Regions from separate parts of the Sus scrofa genome. Here all the other regions are linked to region 1. A link is a contact called in public HiChIP or PLAC-seq data. All regions are on one chromosome and are shown on one strand. Each heading gives the region's core, a stretch centred on a gene start, on an enhancer-like site or on the middle of the called end of the contact. The rest is flanking DNA. Distances are from core to core; before and after follow the strand shown.

The links. HiChIP or PLAC-seq counts read pairs in DNA pulled down with a chosen protein or histone mark.
Region 2: a contact with region 1 is called in an H3K27ac HiChIP or PLAC-seq map of alveolar macrophages. The contact joins the promoter of TRAPPC13 here to the promoter of SREK1 in region 1. A contact is called at or near these places in 2 of 5 promoter capture datasets (fetal liver and liver), 2 of 47 Hi-C or Micro-C datasets (heart right ventricle and skeletal muscle) and 2 of 2 datasets of contacts at active chromatin or transcription factors (alveolar macrophages and skeletal muscle).
Region 3: an H3K27ac HiChIP or PLAC-seq map of alveolar macrophages shows a contact between it and region 1. The contact joins the promoter of PPWD1 here to the promoter of SREK1 in region 1. A contact is called at or near these places in 1 of 5 promoter capture datasets (fetal liver), 1 of 47 Hi-C or Micro-C datasets (skeletal muscle) and 2 of 2 datasets of contacts at active chromatin or transcription factors (alveolar macrophages and skeletal muscle).
Region 4: an H3K27ac HiChIP or PLAC-seq map of alveolar macrophages shows a contact between it and region 1. The contact joins the promoter of NLN here to the promoter of SREK1 in region 1. A contact is called at or near these places in 1 of 5 promoter capture datasets (fetal liver) and 2 of 2 datasets of contacts at active chromatin or transcription factors (alveolar macrophages and skeletal muscle).

Annotation. Positions count from the first base shown.
Region 1 is chr16:44,577,055-44,580,188 of Sscrofa11.1, reverse strand. It overlaps SREK1 (splicing regulatory glutamine/lysine-rich protein 1), which reads right to left and starts at 1,658. Exons shown (of 11, transcript XR_002339775.1): 1 at 1,206-1,658.
Region 2 is chr16:44,145,179-44,148,018 of Sscrofa11.1, reverse strand. It overlaps TRAPPC13 (trafficking protein particle complex 13), which reads right to left and starts at 1,385. Exons shown (of 13, transcript NM_001244746.1): 1 at 1,040-1,385. The coding sequence starts at 1,085. It overlaps TRIM23 (E3 ubiquitin-protein ligase TRIM23), which reads left to right and starts at 1,728. Exons shown (of 11, transcript XM_003134013.5): 1 at 1,728-1,903. The coding sequence starts at 1,823.
Region 3 is chr16:44,079,127-44,082,063 of Sscrofa11.1, reverse strand. PPWD1 (peptidylprolyl isomerase domain and WD repeat containing 1) reads right to left here and starts at 1,430. Exons shown (of 11, transcript NM_001244421.1): 1 at 1,221-1,430. The coding sequence starts at 1,416. It overlaps CENPK (centromere protein K), which reads left to right and starts at 1,500. Exons shown (of 12, transcript XR_002339607.1): 1 at 1,500-1,628.
Region 4 is chr16:44,224,334-44,227,331 of Sscrofa11.1, reverse strand. It overlaps NLN (neurolysin), which reads right to left and starts at 1,626. Exons shown (of 13, transcript NM_214359.2): 1 at 1,429-1,626. The coding sequence starts at 1,469. It overlaps SGTB (small glutamine-rich tetratricopeptide repeat-containing protein beta), which reads left to right and starts at 1,436. Exons shown (of 11, transcript XM_003134011.5): 1 at 1,436-1,916.

The DNA.
Region 1 (3,134 bases), core at 409-2,908:
GAAAGGGAGACACAAAGAAAGAAATCAACTGTGGCAAACTATGAATGCAGGCAGGTGAAGGAAACATCTTTCAACTTTTGTACACATGAAATGTTTACACAAATTTGAAGAAAATTTAAGTAAAACTTAAAAATCCAAGCGCCAACTTTTATCAGTAGCCATGCAGTGGCAGAGATATACAGACTAAAAAAAGTGAAGAAAAATAGGTCTACATGCATCACTATGAAATAAACTAAAAAATCAAAAACAATCTTTTTTTTAAAAAAAGAAGAGAAATCATGGGCAACTCCTATACCTTCCTTCAAAGGATTTTGAAAAATGAACAAAACACTGAGGATTTTCAGACTCCAAGCTCTATCTTTAAAAAGTTTATGCCTGTAAAAAAGTAAACAACCCTCGACCCCTTACAAATATGAGTAGATAATACTGTACAAGGTAAATCTTACTTCAAAATACACTTGGGAAGTGTCCAAGAAACTAAATGCCAGTCCAGATCTGGACTTTTTAAAAGTAAAAGTATACAGCAGGAATAATCCAGCGCTATTACTTTTTCCGAAGATTTAGGACAACGTGACCTTCCAGGAGGAAATTTTAATCCGTTGCCAAAAGGGTGAACACACACGATCTTTAACATGGATGGGCTCAATTAGCTGAACCAAGAAGATGCTAAGTTTGTTAACACAGCCCCAGGAACAAATATAGCCCTTCTTGTCATCAACCGCAGGCTTCCCCGTCAGCAATGACAGCCCGACACAGAGGCCCTAAGAACTGAACAGTTTCTCGGGCGCAACCTCCGCGATTTTCCATTGCAAAAACGCTACCAAGCATTAGCCATGAGGACTACTCCGGGCCCACCTGCGGCCATCTTAAGTTCGGGAAAAAAAAGAGGAGCATTGAAAAAGGGGGGGGGGCACTGAATTCGAGCATCCGGCGGCGACGATAAATCTGTGAGACACGAAAAAGGCAACCTCTCTAAATGCTTTGTAAGGGTGCCGTGCAGAGATTACCCCACCCCGAGATCAACTAAAAGGAAAGCAGAAGCTTGGGGCCCCGGCTGCTGCGCCCTAATCAAACATGGAAACCAAGGTAAACCCGAACGGTCACGTGACGGAGACCGCGCGCCCCCGTCCGCGCTCTCCCCCACGCCTGGGTTCCCGAGGTCTTAGGCGCCGGCGCCCCTCCCCCCGCCGAGCTCGAGCACTTACTCCGGGGGGTAGAGACGCAGCTCCTCGATTTCTCCTAGGAAGGAAAAAAGCGTCCGCATCTGCTCGCTGGTCACCGCCGACGACAGATTCGTCACCTGAATCACCGCCGTAGGGGTGAGGCCGAAGCCTAATCCCAAACCGAAGCCGCCGCCGCTGTTCATCCCGACCCCGCTGCCGCTGCCGCCTGCTCCCCAACGTCTACGACGCGTCAGCTACGGAGCTGGGAAAGCGGAGAACGCGCGGCCGCGAGCGCGCTCCCGCTGGCGAATTCACGACAGCGGGCCGGTCTAGCCGCCTATTTCACAACTCCTCTGCTCCCAGGTCTGCGCGCGCCAGGCGGAAGCGTCGCCCCGGCAACCCGGCGGATCTCGCGAGGCTGCGCGCCCGGGCGCGCAGGTATCTGGGGCTGTTTCTCCTGCTGCTCTTCTACCTGCGCAGATTTTGATCCAGGAACTCCCTTCCCCCAATTATAACTCGATCAAATTCTTGTGCTCCTGCAAACGTGAGCGTCTTTACACTAGGTAGAGCTGGGGAACCTAGATGACTAGCCTGCTGGTGTGGAGCTGTGAAGGAGTAATGACCTGAGCATCACAGATAAATACTTGACCAAACTATAACGTGTCATTATTATATACAGGCAGCTCTCTCGCCCTACCTATTTAAAAAATTGGGTGGCGTCCTAATTGTGAAAAAAGTTGGGAAATTTCACAAAACGTGTGCATTCAGACTGAAGCAAGGAGACAGATGAAGGCTATGAGGTTGTCATGTATAATTTGTTATTTATGAGCTCATTACACACACAAGTATTAATATTTATTGTTATGTACCAGACACTGTTAGACAACGGCACATAAAAAACAATTATAAGAGTCCCCGTAGTGGCGCAGTGGTTAACGAATCCGACTAGGAACCATGAGGTTGCGGGTTCAATCCCTGCCCTTGCTCAGTGGGTTGAGGATCTGGCGTTGCCGAGAGATGAGGTGTGGGTCACAGACGCGGCTGGGATCCCACGTTGCTGTGGCTGTGGCTTAGGCCGGTGGGCTACAGCTCCGATTCGTCCCCTGGCCTGGGAACCTCCATATGCCGCGGGAGTGGCTCAAGAAAACACAAAAAGACAAAAAAAAAAAAAAGACAGTTGTAGACGGTCCACAGACCTTGCAACCTAATGAGAGACAAGTAACTCATGTGAAACTAGGGCAGCTGTTCCTAAACCATCCTCAGAACCTGGAGGTCCTCCAGGCCTTTTCAGTGGGTCCAAAAAGTCAAAACCATTTTCATAAAGCTAAGACTGTTGACCTTTTTCACTTTGTTGACAGTTGCACTAATGGTGTAAACACGATAGTGATTAACTGCCGGCACCTTAGCAGGAATCAAAGCAGTGATGTCAAAGCGAACTATTCATGGTATTCTGTATTCTTCACCTTGCATTCATGGCATACAAAATTTAAGACAAATTTAAGACAAAGGAGTAAAAGTTATTAATTTTAAATCTGCACCTAGCATAAACCTCTTAACATGTATGAAGAAATGGCCAGTATGCCTGTTGTGTGCCCAAGTAGGATGGATGTCTCCAGAAAATACTCATGTGGTTGTTTGAATTTTCACACCAAAACAAATTTTGTAAAACTTGCTTTCCACCACCTTAAGCTTGACAACTTTCCAGTACTTAGACTTTTCTGCTAAAAACACCAGGATATTAGTGTTACTTAAAGTGAAGTCCAGCTGCTCCCAGTTCTAAAGCCAATAAAGAAGCAATGTTGGTGGAAAGGAAGATTTGCTTTATTTGGATGCTAGTATGGGGGCAGGGGGTAGACTTCTGTCCAAAGGGCCAACTTTCCCCACTTAGGATCAGTGGGCAAGTGCTTTTATAGGCAAAGGGAGGAGGCTACATGCAGAAACAGCACAGTCACCTCTGACAGTCATCTTGAA
Region 2 (2,840 bases), core at 136-2,635, 430 kb after region 1:
AATAAGTCATTTCAGTCCAGGTCATTTGCTCAGGCTAAGCTTATAGGTCCTATTGCTATACTAGTTAACATTTCAGTTTCTTAGTTCTACGGTCAGACAGTTCTGATATGTCCAACTATCAGTGTATGATTTTACGTTACAAATGAAACCGGTGAGCTTCTGTAATGTTTGCTGCTTACACTGTCACTGAGGGGATAAGGGTCCCTCAAAATGGATACCACAAGGAAGGTAAATGCAATTCAACTGAATTCATGGGCCTAGGGAACATTTTCACAGCCCAGTTCAAGAAGATATTGGTAACCACATAGTAGTGCATACAAGAAATAAATGCATTTGTGGTAATAAAAAATAGATGAAATAAAGCTGAAAGCATTTCAAATAAAAAGTTTCAGAAAACAATTCCAGAAAAGTAAGCCCTGCTAGTTTCCCCTAAATAATAATCAATTAAATGATCAAACGTACTCGAAGTTGTTTGCTGTGTACAGAAAATGAAAACTGACACGAATATTCCCATATACACAATACTTTGAAGTAAACTGCAGTGATTTTTAACAAACCTAAATTATATGTTGTGGTATTACGTATTTTTAAATCCTTGGCACAATAACTAGACTAAATTTCACAAATGAAGCTGAAGCCTGGTAACACTGTCATTGCCGCGTCAAGAGATAAGAGACAGAGGAAAAAACCACTTTAGATACCCGCTGTTAATGGTCTCATTTGACAGGGCTCTCCCCAGGGTAGGGAGGTCAACTACTGCCAAAAATCTCTCCGGTGACTGCAGCAGCATATAACAGAGTAAGTAATTTACCACGTATCTATTCCATTTTACAGGGCGATTCTCAAACTCAAAACCCAAAGCGAGGAAACGGCTTCCTCACGCTGGGCGCCCAAGGACAGAGAGGAGGACGAGTACTGACAGTGCTTAAGAAGGACGAGGCCTACATTCCAGAGGCAGGTCTATGTGCCATGAAGCTTCGAGAACTAGTGAGAGAAGGGGAGAAAACAGATTACTGGGAGCCGGGTTCGCAAAGTTTACCTTTCAAGGCCAGCAGGTGCTCCTGCTTGGGGGGATTCACTTCCATTGTGACCGGCACTTTGGAGCCACTGCCTACGGAGGCTGAAGCGGTTCAAACAGCCCGGAAGAAAACAGAAAAGCGCACGTCCGTGAAGACAAGGCATTAAAGACACTCCCAACAGTTTCTGTCTGCCGGTAGCGCCTTATATACTCTTCTAACCACGTCCTTTACTGACCCAACGGCTCCTTTTTACCAAAGTCATCTCTTGCCTCTTACAGGCCTATACATAAAATACTTCTCTATTTTCCAGCCACAGCCACACGCCGCTCTTTCAAGAAAGCACTCCACGGTAACAATACACAACCTCCCAAATACCTACACTGCAGAGTAATTGATATAAATGTGGCACGCTGGGATTTGTAGTTTAAAAGCCGCATGGCATGCAGGGAGATGTAGTCCCCGGTCTCCGTTCGTTAGAGGGAAGAAGTCATTGCTGGGGTAGGAGTTTCATCCCAACAATTTTCTTCTGTTTTATCCTCTCTTTTTTCCCTTAATTTTGTTCCTTCTATCAAGTTCAGACTCCTCAATAATAACAAAATAACAAAGCGCATCCACTGAAGAGTGTGCAGCCAATCAGCAAACGAGTGCCAGAAGGAGGAGCGAAGAAGTCGGCCCCGCGGCTTCTCCGCGTCGTACTGCGCCTGTGCACCAGCAGCGAGCGCCTAGGCTTCTGGGTAGGTGGCTCTACCCCGCCTCTTAGTGAAGGCCTTGACTGCTGCTTCTGCGGCACTGCACCTCCTAGGATGGCTGCCCTGGTTGTAAACAGGCCTGGTGCGGGACTAGACAGTGGTCGTCAGGGCAGCCGGGGGACAGCGGTGGTGAAGGTGAGGGACCTTGCGTACTCTGTTCTCCGCCATCTGCCTCCAGTTCATGCCGGAGATCTGGCGGCACTACAGCGGCCCTGGCTGTTGGGGGCCGGTATGCGCGGCCCTCTGGGCCCCTCTCGGCTTTACAAGCTTTGCCCTCCCTTCCTGAGGCCTGAGGTTGCATGGTCTCCTGGTCATGCTAGTCTTCTGCTTGGAGTCGCCAACGGGGACATTTGTGAAAAGGAGCCTATCGACATGTTAGAGTGACCTGGGCTGGTCTTTCTCCAGGTCCTCTGCTTGTAGTTCAGCCCAACAGGCGTTGATTAGCCTTTTTTTTTTTTTTTTTTTTTAAATTAAATTGAGCCATTATTATTGCCAGGTACTACGTTAGGTATGTAAGATCGTTAATATCTATTAGAGGTAAATGTTGATTCTCGTTTTACGGGTGAGGAAACTAAAGTTTCGAATAACACTGTATAGTGGAGCCACAGCTGACTGGCTTTAAAGTACACTTTTCACTATCGTATTACTTCTGTAATGAGAGCTCTATTTTTGCTTGACCTGCTCCTTCCTTTCTTTTTGTAGTACAGTTTGTCAGCACTTTTGAGAAGTCTCCAAAAGTCCCATTAACTCTGGGGAATGTGAATTGCCCTATGACTGAACTTTGAAATTGTATCATGTGTAGATGCTCTAAAATGTATTTACTAAGAAATCAATTGAAATATGTGGAATTCGTTTTTCCATATATAGATAAATAGAGATTCGGAAGGGAGAACTGATTTCAGTGGTTTATAGAATAAGCTAGGAAGATTTATAATCTGTGCTATTGAAAATTCTTATTCCTGACTTCATATTAGAATAGCTGAGGACTTAAAAAAAAAAAAAATAAAAATTAGGCCCCCGGTTCTGATGAAGTTGACATCAGTGTATTTTTTTCATTCCCAGAGTGGTTTTA
Region 3 (2,937 bases), core at 181-2,680, 500 kb after region 1:
CACAGCAAGTGCAATGAGGAAACACTTGCTATAAGGACATTTAACAGGAAGACTATCAGTGAAAAAGATAATGCACTTTCAGGGTGTTGGTGTACAGTGTTCAAAAAAGTAGCTTCTTCAAAATTCAAATACACAAAATTTGAAGGCTAACTATAAATTCAGTGTGATAAACATACCTCAGATTTATGATCAACGTGCTTTAGAAACCCAGCCCTGACTGGAGAGGTCGCAAGTTTCCTAAAGGAGTTTATAGCTCAACTGACTGCTAAAGGCTGAACAATAGTTAGCTAGTTGAAATGGGTGAGGGAAATCATTCCAGGTAGAGACACCAGGATACCTATGAGTAAGAAGGAGCTACAAGTTTTTGGGAGAGGGAAGTAATGGAAATGTGCTGAGGGAGGTTAAGGAGAGATCATATCAAGAAGGGCTTTGTATGTTATGTTAGGGAGTTTGGACATTGTTTTGAAAATAATGAGAAATCACTTAAGAATTTTAAGAAGGGAGAATAGTAAAGATCTGAACTTCTAGAAAGATCATATTTTAATGGTGTGATACGTTCAAGGAAAACATTTCAAAGAACTTGAGAAATCTATCCCCTTCACCACTCCTCTTGTTTGATAAAATTCTGTCACTATTCCACGTTAGGGGCAAAATGCTTCAGGCCATGGTACCTCATGAGTAGTTTGAAAACCACAGACCTCGGTTTTAAGATAAAAAAAAATCTGTGATCCAGGAAACTTATTAATTAGGTCAGAAAACGCAGCAGTGTAAAAGTTAGGACTGAAATAATACTTCTCTATTCTTCAAGATTCTGATATAGGCACCACCTTCCCTGGCGGCCCCATACACCACTCTAGAGCTAAAAGCCTTAAATAGAACCAGTACTCATTTCTATATCTGCTAAATAAGTTAAAAATTCCAACCTCACATGGCTGATGCATGTATTAAACAAGAGGGGCCAAACAACTAAGTATCGGCGTTAAGCTTTAGCAGCTATTGTAACAAATCGGTGATAAATACTGTTAGATATTATTTAAAAGACGCGTTACTCAGCCCAAATCACTATTTCGGGAGCATAAAAGAGCGAGAAGTGAAAAGACGACCCTTTGTTCCGAGGGCACAAACCCCCACAATCACACATCCCCGTTTTGAGATCTGGCTTGAACTCTACCACGCAAGGGACGCAGCATTCCAACTCGCTCTGTGCCTATCTCAGCTACCTTTCCTCTTCTTGGCCAATGTTGCCTCTACAGGTAAAGGCCCAACCCAGCGTTCTTCACTTTCCTCTTCATTTTCTTGGGTCACTGCCACTGCCACTGCCAGCTCTCTTTCGCTGAGTTCCGTTTTTTCTGGTTCCTCCGGGACCCGGCGCCTTCTCTTGCTCAGCTGTGAATCGCTGCCGCTTTCTGCCGCCATGTTGTCCGAATCGTCAGAAAAAGTGCGACACTCACAGCTCCGCTACCAATCCTGAATCAGCGGCGCAGCCCTCGCGTCAGCGGCGGAGAGCATTACGGGATTGGCTGGGATGGGTGGGAGCAGTTCCAATCAGTAAGCAGCGCGCGGAGGTTCTGGGCGCGGAGCCGCGACTCCGGTAGGCTGAGGAGACCTGAATTTGCGGCCCTGCGGTGGTAAGCGACGGACCGGGAAGCGCGCCCTTATGTTTGAAACTTGCCCCCGGGTTGGCATCGAGCTATGACCCCGGTAGTGGGACGCTTACGTCCGAGGAACTACCTAACGGCCAGCCAGGCCTTGAGTCCCGTTCTTCACTCTAGAACCCCGACTGTTAGGCGAGAAAGACGCAAGGGTGGGGGAATTTAAAGAACTGGTTAATTTGCAGGCCTCCCTTCAGGTGCTTCAAATAGGACTTTTTTCCTCAGCTTCTTGATTATTTCACACGGTCTCTGAAGAAAGTGGTGAGCGCTTGTTATTGTGGGGGAGAGCGAGGGGCGGGGCAGAAAACCAGGCCTAGTAACCTAAGTTACCGAGCAGCACCATCCACCCTTCTGCCTTCACTGTGGTCAAGGTTTCCATCCCTTAGTGACCTTCTGGACTTAAGCTCTCTTCTTTAAAAAAGAAAAAAAATTAATTGTGGTAAAAAAAACTACAAAATTCTCTGTTAAAAAATTGAGGTAAGGAGTTCCCGTCGTGGCTCAGTGGTTAACGAATCCCACTAGGAACCATGAGGTTGCGGGTTCGATCCCTGGCCTTGCTCAGTGGATTAGGGATCCGGCGTTGCCGTGAGCTGTGGTGTAGGTCGCAGACACGGCTCGGATCCCGCGTTGCTGTGGCTCTGGCGTAGGCCGGTGGGTCCAGCTCCGATGAGACCCCTAGTCGGGGAACCTCCATATGCCGTGGAAGCGGCCCTAGAAAAGGCAAAAAAAAAAAAATTTTTTTTTGAAGTAAAATTGACATACAATATATTAGTTTCAGATATACACTATAATGATTCGATTTTTGTATATATTGTGAAATGACGACCACAGTAAGTCTAGCTAACATCCATTACTGTACATAGTTACAGAATTATTTTTCCCCTGTGGTGAGAACTTTTAAAGTCTTCTCTCTTAGCAACTTTCAAATATGCAATACAGTATTATTAACCGTATTCAACATGCTGAACATTATGTTCCCATGATTTAGTTTATAATTGTAAGTTTGTACCTTTCAACCCTCTTCACTTATTTGCTCCTTACCCCTGCTCTGGCAACCACCAGTCTGTTCTTTGTATGTATGAGCTTGATTTTTTTTTTTCTGTTTATTTATATTTATATTTTACAGATAAGTGAGATATCATGTGAGATCATGTGAGATCATGTGGTATGTCTTTCTGTCTGATTTATTTCACCTAGAATAATGGTCTCAAGGTCCATCTACGTTGTTGGAAGTGGCAAAAGTTCATTCTTTTTTTTTTTTTTTTTTTTTTTTTTTTTTTGCTTT
Region 4 (2,998 bases), core at 377-2,876, 350 kb after region 1:
TTTGATGACATTCTGGAAAAATAGTTATTTTTCATTAAAAGTGTTATTTAGGTGTGTAAAGAGTTAATTATTATTACTATTTGCCCCATTTGTGGCATGCCTAAGTTCCCTTGGCCAGGGATTGAACCAAGGCCACAGCATGAATCCTTAACTTCTAGGCCACCAGGGAACTCCTATTATTGTTTCAAAAATAAACTATTACTGTAAAAATCTTCCTGATTTCATTTCTAATATGGTACACTTGGAAAATATAACACACACCACAGAAGCTCCTACGTCCTCAGTAATTTTTGACCAGTAAAGGAGCCCTGAGACTAAAGAGTTTAAGAACTGCCTTATATAAAATTTATTCTTTCTTTTCACACCTGTGTCATATAAAGATATGTATTTCTTCATTTGTTGGTACAGCTTCTTTTGACAGCTATACCACTTGCAGCCTCCAGACTAAAAGGACAGCCTGAAATATGGTCAAAATCATCACATTAACTCTTTATGATTACTAGTGTCCCTGGATGCCCCAAACTATGAGGACTGAACAGTACAAAGCTCCACACAGATGAGTGGCAAGGTGCAATAGCAAACTGTTAAAAAGCTTACATGCTCAGCGATATGGTCCAAAGTAGTTTTATAAGGATCTAGCAAGAAACACACTTTTCCCTATTTCTGTTGGATTTTCAGGTCAAGGCCAGATTTGGAAATGGGGGTGGTAGTGGCATTGTTTTTGAAAACCACTCCATCCAGTGCATCCGTGCAAAGAATTTAATTCTCACACCATCTTGCAGAGGGGGTGTGGCTAGGGCGCTAGGAAGCAATCCAAAACAGCAGCTGTGGCTGCCCCAAACCGTGTCCAAACAATCATTTCCTCCATTTTGGGCCAAGCCAATTTGCCCCGGCAAGAGGCCGAATGTTTTATGAGGAGTAAGTTAAATAAAAAGGAAATTAGAAGCATGGACAGATATAAGCAGCAAAACCCTAGAGGTTTCATCCCATGTGGATGTTAAACGATTTATATGCTAACGATGGGCATGAAGGGTAAAGGAGAATTGTTACTCGAGTCAACAGCTGTAAGCACTTTCAACGATAGGTCTGCAGTTCTGATGGGGGTGAAAGTCAAATAATTTTCTTACCCCGACCGTCTTTCTGAATTCGTTTTGGGCCGGGCTTGCGACCAGTCTCCCTGCTTGCAGCTGAGGCAGTCCCAAACAAAGGGGAATGGATGCCCTCCCAAGGGAGCAGAGGAAGAAAAGGTGGCCCCAAGTTCCCGCGCCAGGTGTCCGTCGGGGTAGACCATGTGGGCTGTAGAAAGGGAGGGTTCCAGGAGCGTCACAGGGGTGCTGTCGGTAAAGGCTGGGCCGGTACGCCTGGCTCGAACCGGGCGGAAGACCCCGCCCCGCCCACGGTCAAGGTTAAACCGCGCTCAGGAAGTACCTGTGGAGGCGTCTCGCAGCCGAAAGGCACCGGACGATCATGGGAGCGCCGAGAGGCGACGGCGGCTCCGGGCGCGCTGTCCTCTGGTTTGGGGGTGGGGTATGCGGGGCGCTGGCAAGCCTTGCGGCGGCCTAGCAAAGGAGGCAACAGCGGCGGCTGCGGCCCGCTCTGCCCGCGCCTTCCCACGTGCGGCAGTCCCACGCCGGCGCCCACTTCAGGCCCGCCCAGGCCCCGCCCAGGCCTGAACCCCGCCCCGTGCCTCTAGCACCGCCCGGGGGGCGGTTCTGTCAAGACCCGGCGTCTGGGAGCGGAGAGCACAGCCGGGTGGGCTGAGGGGCGGCGGCGGCGGCCTGGGAGCCGGGGAAGTTTGTGCCACCGTGGGCAGTGCTGCGATTCGTGGCCAGACTCAAGCCCGAGGACCAGGGGGCAGGCGGACCGGCTTACAGACCCCCGGGGCCCGTTGCCACCGTCTCGCGTCCTCTTGCCTGGTAAGGGGCTTCTCTCTGGGAAGGGTGCGTCTCCCGCCGCCCCAGACCCGGCCTGCACCGCGCACCCGCAGCAAACCTTGTCAGGGCCAAGGCGAGGCCCGGGTACCGAAGGGAGGGAGAAGGAGGTCTATGTGCTCTGGGGACAGGAAGGGAGAGAAGCCTGGAGGAGGTTGGACTTCTCCATTTCCCTTCTGCATCCCCTCACTCCCCCCCCCACCCCATTCTTTTTTCAACCTTCTGCTCTGGGGCCTTATTTAGTGCTTTCAACCCCATGGCCTGGAGGCTGGGCTTGTCTTTAAAATAAGCACACAAATAATAAGCATCCTAGCGGTGGGTACCACACCCTGGCTTTGAATTAGGGAACATGGGGAGCAGATAGATAATGCGCTTTAGTGGAAATAAGCCATTAATGCCGGCTGGCCCTGCGCCACTGTTTGGATGCGATAGTATTCCATGTGAATGAACATGACCGGGAGCTTCCACTTTGTCCACGAGAGCACAGCTACTGCAGAGAGCATCTCTGGGATTGTAGTATCCATCGACCTAATGATTTTCTGACATGTCTGTTGACGAAATAGAAATACCATTTTTATTACAAATGACACTCAATGGTTGAACAACCTTTCAGTAATATATTTGCATGTCACATAACTGTCTCCTCCTATAAAAGTAGGTGGAGTGTAAATTATGCATACATTTTAAAAAGTCTCATGAAATAGAGGAAGATGCTCAGCGTGGATCAGCTTCTGAGTCAGCAGTATGAAATCTCCTTCAACTTGGTACTAAAGCCTTTTGGGGATTTCTTCATCTCTATCTCTATACCCCTATCCTTTTCTGGATCTGTACCATATGTATAGTTAAGTTATAGCTGTTCAGTGAGAATCTACGCTTATGTTGTACAAATTTTGAGAAAAATTTTATTTTTGCAAGTTTTAACATAACCTAATATTACTGAGGGTAAATGAAACAATGTCATATATTACCATATTGATATTTTGTGCTCTGTTGATTCTTTGAAAAGAGAAAGAAATGAGGGTAATACAGGTTTTTGTTTTTGCTTTTTACTTTTAATCTAATTTGAT